Regions from separate parts of the Zea mays genome. Here region 1 is linked to region 2. Evidence: chromatin contacts called from public Hi-C data. All regions are on one chromosome and are shown on one strand. Each heading gives the region's core, a stretch centred on a gene start, on an enhancer-like site or on the middle of the called end of the contact. The rest is flanking DNA. Distances are from core to core; before and after follow the strand shown. Region 1 holds the start of LOC100501436. Region 2 holds the start of LOC100281766.

What was found. Hi-C and Micro-C count contacts between places; a contact is called where the count stands out from the background.
Region 1: a Hi-C map of ear shows a contact between it and region 2, with 1.7 times the contacts expected there. The contact joins the promoter of LOC100501436 here to the promoter of LOC100281766 in region 2. A contact is called at or near these places in 2 of 25 Hi-C or Micro-C datasets (ear and leaf).

What each region holds. Positions count from the first base shown.
Region 1 is chr7:25,305,964-25,309,005 of Zm-B73-REFERENCE-NAM-5.0, forward strand. LOC100501436 reads left to right here and starts at 1,407. Exons shown (of 7, transcript NM_001196151.1): 1 at 1,407-1,546; 2 at 1,635-1,757; 3 at 2,011-2,337; 4 at 2,635-2,755; 5 at 2,851-3,025. The coding sequence starts at 1,719.
Region 2 is chr7:25,045,627-25,048,958 of Zm-B73-REFERENCE-NAM-5.0, forward strand. LOC100281766 reads left to right here and starts at 1,255. Exons shown (of 2, transcript NM_001159453.2): 1 at 1,255-1,400; 2 at 1,481-1,883. The coding sequence starts at 1,343. The coding sequence ends at 1,659.

The sequences.
Region 1 (3,042 bases), core at 157-2,656, 260 kb after region 2:
TAGCAAATAGCATGGTGGACTGGTGTTCGATCACCATAATAAAAAGAAGCAAGATCATTTCAAATTTAAATATAATAAAAAGCTAGGAATTACTAGATAGAGACCTAAAAAGTGGTTTTGTAGCTAATAACATAGCTCACCAAGATAAGACCAAAAGGCTATTCCCAACATCTTACTCATCTCTATCTACTATTTTAAATTTCATATATAAACTATAAAATTTATAGTATAAAATAATATTTTCCACAATTATATTGGCCATAATAGCCTTAATTTGGCCTTAGCTAGAATTGCACTGTCACGGGATACCAATAGAAAAAGAAAGATGAGAATACATGTAAGTTAGAGTCGGAGTTCATGGATAGAAAGTAAAAACAAGTCAAGATAAAACAATTATAATCAGATAAATAAATAAAATATATTCATAAAAAGGTACCTAAATAACATCCAAATGCTATAATAAGCAAAGTTAATCCGTTTATGTTAGCCAACTTACTGTTTATATTTATTTGAAGAATAGACCGCACATTGTTGCAGGACTCTATGTTTTTGCATCTACTTTTTTTTTATCAGAAAATGATACATGGGACACTCAAATCCCCTTCGTGATTGAAGGGGATTGAGAGAAAAATTTGTTCATTTTCTTTCAAACCCCCTTCAATCTTGTAGGGAATTTGAGTTTTCAAACTAACATAAAGAGATTGGAATTTAGTAGCATAACATAGCTTTTAGTAGAACATTATGTGAATAATTAATGGAGGATGAGGTGGATAGCTTGTATATTGACTAGAACATATATTACTTTAGCTTTTCCTAGATATATAATTTTTATATAAATTTTAATTATACATTTATGTCTAGATGTACAGTAATGATTCTGGATAAAAAAGATTTATAATTTAGAATATAATGTTGTATTGGTACTTTAAATATATAGGGGATGTTTGAGATGGCTCTAGGTTCTAGGTGGAGCTATAGTTTATAATATCAATTTAAATAGTTTTAAAAATATTTTTAATCTAAATAATAAATAAAACGATTTATCTAAATACCTTATAAAGATCTACAACTTTAGCTCTATAATTTTTTAGAGTATCTAATGATCTGGTACATAAATTCTACTAAATTTTATAGAATCTGTCCGACCATAGTTTGATTAAAAAATAGCTTAAGGGTCCGTTCGTTTCGCATGGAATGAAGGGGTGGAATAAATCTGGCTTAGATTTCTTCAATAATTACTATAAGTTTTGGAAATTTGAAATTAATCCTGGTATGTTCCAGCAGAAACGAACGGGCCCTAAGGCAAGTCTAATCCAGCAGCTTTGTACTTTGACCGCGCTGACATTCTCTATCCATTTCGTTCTGGACGCTGCTTGCTTCCACAGCTCCACCGTCATCCATTGCATCGCGTAATCCTGCAGGTGCAGCTACCGGCATCCTATCGCGGCTTCGCTTCGAGACGGAAGGCTGTCCCGCGAGGTGTGGAGCCGAGAGCGGTTCGCCGTCCGAGAAGGGTTCACATCACCTCTTCCTCTGCCCCCCTCCGGTGAGCGAAACTCGACGGTTCCTCTGCTCTCAGTTCGCCGTTCCCCTGACACGCTCTTCGCTGGTCTTGTGGCGCTAATAACCTGCAGGTCTGTCTTCGGGGTCTCCCATTGGTGGCTGCAGTTGTTTTGATGGGAACTCAGTAACCGCTCGAGAGGAGAGGAAAGGAGCGGATGCTCAACTGTAGCAGGAAGATGGGTAGATCCGCGAGTGTAAGGAGACCGTATTTCTTGTTGGGTATCTGGATTGGGGTTGCGATTCAGTTTTTGGTGTTTCCTCGCGAATTGCTCCGCCGTCAGCGCCTTTCCTGAATGGGGGTCAATTTGGCTCTCGGGGTGCTCGGATGTAGAGCCAGAGATTTTTTTTGGGGGAAAGAATCAAATGGGCATATTCACGCAGATCATTAAGAATGGTAGAAACTTCAATTCTAAGGCTACTGACGCGGACACTTTGAATTTCGCGCAGGTTCTTCAAGTCCTTCTGGTTTCCGCAACCATCGTTGTTGCTCAGACGCAATGGGCTAGTGGTGTATGGGGCATGTACTGCGAGGACTTGACAGCGAGTGTAGAAAGGCCGCACAGGGCCTCGGTAACCGATTTCGGCGCCGTCGGAGATGGTGCGACTCTTAACACGAAGGCGTTTCAGAATGCGCTCTTCCACCTCGACTCATTCGCGAAGAAGGGCGGGGCGCAGCTGTTCGTGCCTGCTGGGAGGTGGTTGACTGGGAGTTTTAGCCTGATCAGCCATCTCACGCTATCGCTGGACAAGGACGCAGTGATTCTTGGATCACCAGTAAGATGATTTCACAAATGGTTCCGTAGGCAATAATAATTCACCTACTTTAAGTAGAGTTGCTTCTGTTTTGCCTCGTCGCTGTGGCTTTAGACCGTTGTCTTTTTCTTTTCGTACAGTTCTCACGTATTGAAACTAAGAGAATGTATAATCGCCTGTACATCTTGACAATAAATAGTACCAATAATGCCTCATCACAAGTTTACTGTAAGTGCATCTCATGTTTTGATGAGTAAGTTTCTACTGAAACAACAGTGCAGCCGTTTGGTTATGGTGTTCTTATGAGGATATTTGCAGGACTCCTCTGACTGGCCAGTGATTGATGCTCTTCCATCTTATGGGCGCGGTAGAGAACTCCCCGGCAAAAGACATCAAAGTCTAATATTTGGATCCAATCTTACCGATGTGATAATAACCGGTAAGCATTTATAGTTGCATCGAGCACTTCATACGGTTTTCCTTTTGGTCTTCTGGTGTGTAACAAAAACAAACTACTGATCTGCCTCTTTTCAGGTGCCAATGGCACCGTCGATGGCCAGGGTGCGGTTTGGTGGGACTGGTTTCACAACCACACATTGAACTATACTAGACCACCGCTCGTTGAGTTGATGTACTCTACCAGAGTTGTTATTTCCAACCTGACCTTCATAAATTCGCCGTTCTGGAATATCCATCCTGTGTACTGCAGGTTCCTTTCGAGGATTT
Region 2 (3,332 bases), core at 5-2,504:
CGCGTCCTCGCCCGACCTCGGCCTCAAGAGGAGTCTCTGCCTCGCCCGACCTTGAGCTCGGACCGACCGCGCCACGGAGGATACATCATTACCCTACCCCTAGCTAGCTCAGGCTACGGGGGAACAAGACCGACGTCCCATCCAGGCTCGCCCCGGTAACAAGTAATGATGGCTCCCCGCGTGCGTCCATGACGACGACGGTTCTCAGCCCCCTACGGAAGCAAGGAGACGTCAGCAAGGTCCCAGCAGCCCCGACAGCTGTGCTTCTACAGGGCTCAAATGCTCCTTCGATGGCCACGACACCGCGTACACAGGGCTCTAGCACCTCTTCGACAGCCACGTTGGCATGTACATAGGGCTCTGGCTCCTCTCTACCGGACACGTTAGCATATTGCTACACCCCTATTGTACACCTGGACCCTCTCCTTGCATCTATAAAAGGAAGGGCCAGGGCCCTCATACAGAAGGGTGGTCGCGCGGGAGCACGGGCTGACGAGCAGACTCGCTCTCTCTCTCCCTCGCGAGCGCTTGTAACCCCTACTGCAAGCGCATCCCCCCCTTGGCGCAGGATAACACAAGCCGCGTTCTTCCCCCTTGTGTTCCATCTCGTGCCAACCCATCTGGGCTGGGACATGCAGCGACAATTTCACTCGTCGGTCCAGGGACCCCCGGGGTCGAAACGCCGACACATGTATTGCTAAAAGTGATATAAAAAAATACTACGGTTGTGTTATGACATTTTGAAACGTAGTATTTCAAAATCATGGTTTTGAAATAGTTTATATCCAAAAGATACCCTAAACATGAACGGCACGACGAGCACCTCCACTAGCTAGCGGCGGCGGGGTGCGCAGGCTCTCTGTCAAGATGTGCAACGACGACGGCACGGCGAGCATCTCCCCTAGCTAGCGACGATTCAAGAAAAAAAAGACAAAAGACAGCTCATACCTCGTAAGTACTCACCACCCGGCCCATCTCATGAGCGACGTACCGCGATCGATGACACGCATTCGGCATGGCAGTGACAACATCGGTGCAGCACATTCATGGCTGCCATATATTGGGTCAATTGTACTGGCTATAGGCTATAGCCAGCCAGTTTGTAACGGCATAATAATAAATAAATAAATAATAAATCTGTGTGCTCGATCGCCTCTGTAAAACCATCTAAGAATTTCTGTGTGCCGCCGCTACAAACCAACCAACCAACCTATGTACAAGCAGTATATAAGAAGGGTACGGTACGGTGCCCATACCATAGCTTCGTCTGTATACCCTATATCTCTATAGCCAACACACACACAAATACTCTCCATTCCATTCCATCTCAAAGGATAGAATAATGGGCGGTCTCTCCACCAAGCTTTTCGTGGTCCTCCTCCTGCTCGTTTGTTACACCGGTACGCCTTCGCCATGATATATAAATATACATGCAAAAAAAACATTGTGTAGATTACACATGTTTGTTTGCGTTTTGCAGGGACGCAAGGCGGGCCGGTGACTATGGTGTCGGCGAGGAAGTGCGAGTCGCAGAGCTTCCGCTTCAAGGGACCTTGCTCGAGGGACGCCAACTGCGCAAACGTCTGCCTGACCGAAGGTTTCACCGGCGGCGTGTGCAAGGGCCTACGCCACCGCTGCTTCTGCACCAGGGACTGCTAGTACTGCCTCGTCTCGCCTCGCCTCGGCTCGTGTCCTGCGTGTGCATAGCCGCAGCGGATCAGTAAAACATGCATGCATGCGTTACCGAATATTTGGCAGTACCAGCAAGTTAATGGATTAAATAATATGTAATGGAACAAAGCCTGTTTTGAACGTGGAACTGCTGAGTGCTAGCAGCGCTCGTGTTTATTGGCATATATGAACTCTATGGCGCGTTTGGACTTTGCCGTGCGAGAAATTTTTTTTACCTGTTTTCTTGTGTTTATCGTAGAAAAAAATAAACCGATACACTACCGAATCCAGCTCTTTGCCGAGTGCTCGGCACTCTGCCGAGAACAATTTATCGAGCACACTGAGGACAACGACTGCTATGCAAGCAGTTCTTCTGTGCAAGCGTGCAAGCAAACCATCTGATTCATTAGATCGTGATCCAACCGTAGGTCATATTTAACACTTAAACCCTTACATCACCAGCTCAATAATCTTTATAAAAAACCCCTAACAAACCATGGTTGTATCTGTGGTTGGATCGTAATCTAATGTATTAGATGGTTTACTTGCACGCTTGCACAGAAGAACTACTTATATAACAGTCGTTGCCCACACTGAGTGCCACTCTCGGCGAACTAAAACACTCGGCTCGGACTAAGTAAGTTTGTCGAGAGGAAAACGCGCGGCATAAACAGGCTCTTGGCAAATAAGCTCCTCTTTGCCGAGTGTCTTCCAGAGCTCTAGGTAAAAAGACTGGCAAAGGGTCTATTGGAGCCACATTCGGTAAAGAGTTTGTCGAATATTTTTCTGTGTTTTGTTGAGTACTTAAAGGGGATCGTAACATGAAACACCTTGGATGTTCTAGCCATTGGAATGGGATAACTTTATTAGGGACACCGTACCATGGCTCCACACGACTAGCATTGTTTTAATAATTCACTGTACGGGGTCCCTACATTGTTTTCATTAAAGAAAAAGGGTACAGGAAGTGTAGGGTACGTGGACTTCGCACAGGGAGTCGAGCTAGTTTGGAAAAATGTTTTACAAGGTTCGCAACCAAAGTCTAATAGAAGCATGTGCATCTATAACATATGGGGAGCATTTCTTTCTTGAACACGTCCTTGCAGCTTTCTATTGCAGGGGGATTCAGATTATCGGTGTTTCGAACCTCACTCCGACAAATAAATTTATTGTGTGTGTTTCGGGCTCCAAAGGATGTGTGCATTGGATGCAAGATTTATATTGATTCGGACAAAACGTCCCTACATTCAGTCATCAACGGCTTACACTACCGGTACCATTCATGATCAAAGCTCGTAGTATGTGTTACAAGCAAGGCGAGAGAGGGAGGAGAGGCTCCTAAGTCTCTTGTTTGAGGTGGAGGTGGTTATAAGGTGTAGTCCTAGTGAAGTCTTGCCTTGGCGATGGGGTTTTGATCTCCTGGTCCATCTCCGTCTCGTTGATCTTCTGAATATTGTCTTCCTTGGGGATCATCCGTCTGTACGGGGACTGGCCTATTCCTTTTATAAGCTAAGGAAGGGGGTCGGCTAGCGGTGTCTTCCTTGGGGAGGAGCCACCTAGTGAAGGTAGTATGGACGGCGCAAACATCGAGAACGCCTGGTCCCAACGAGTATCATGCTCCGCAAACCGGCGATCCCACTTGCGTCATGGTCAGCGAACCG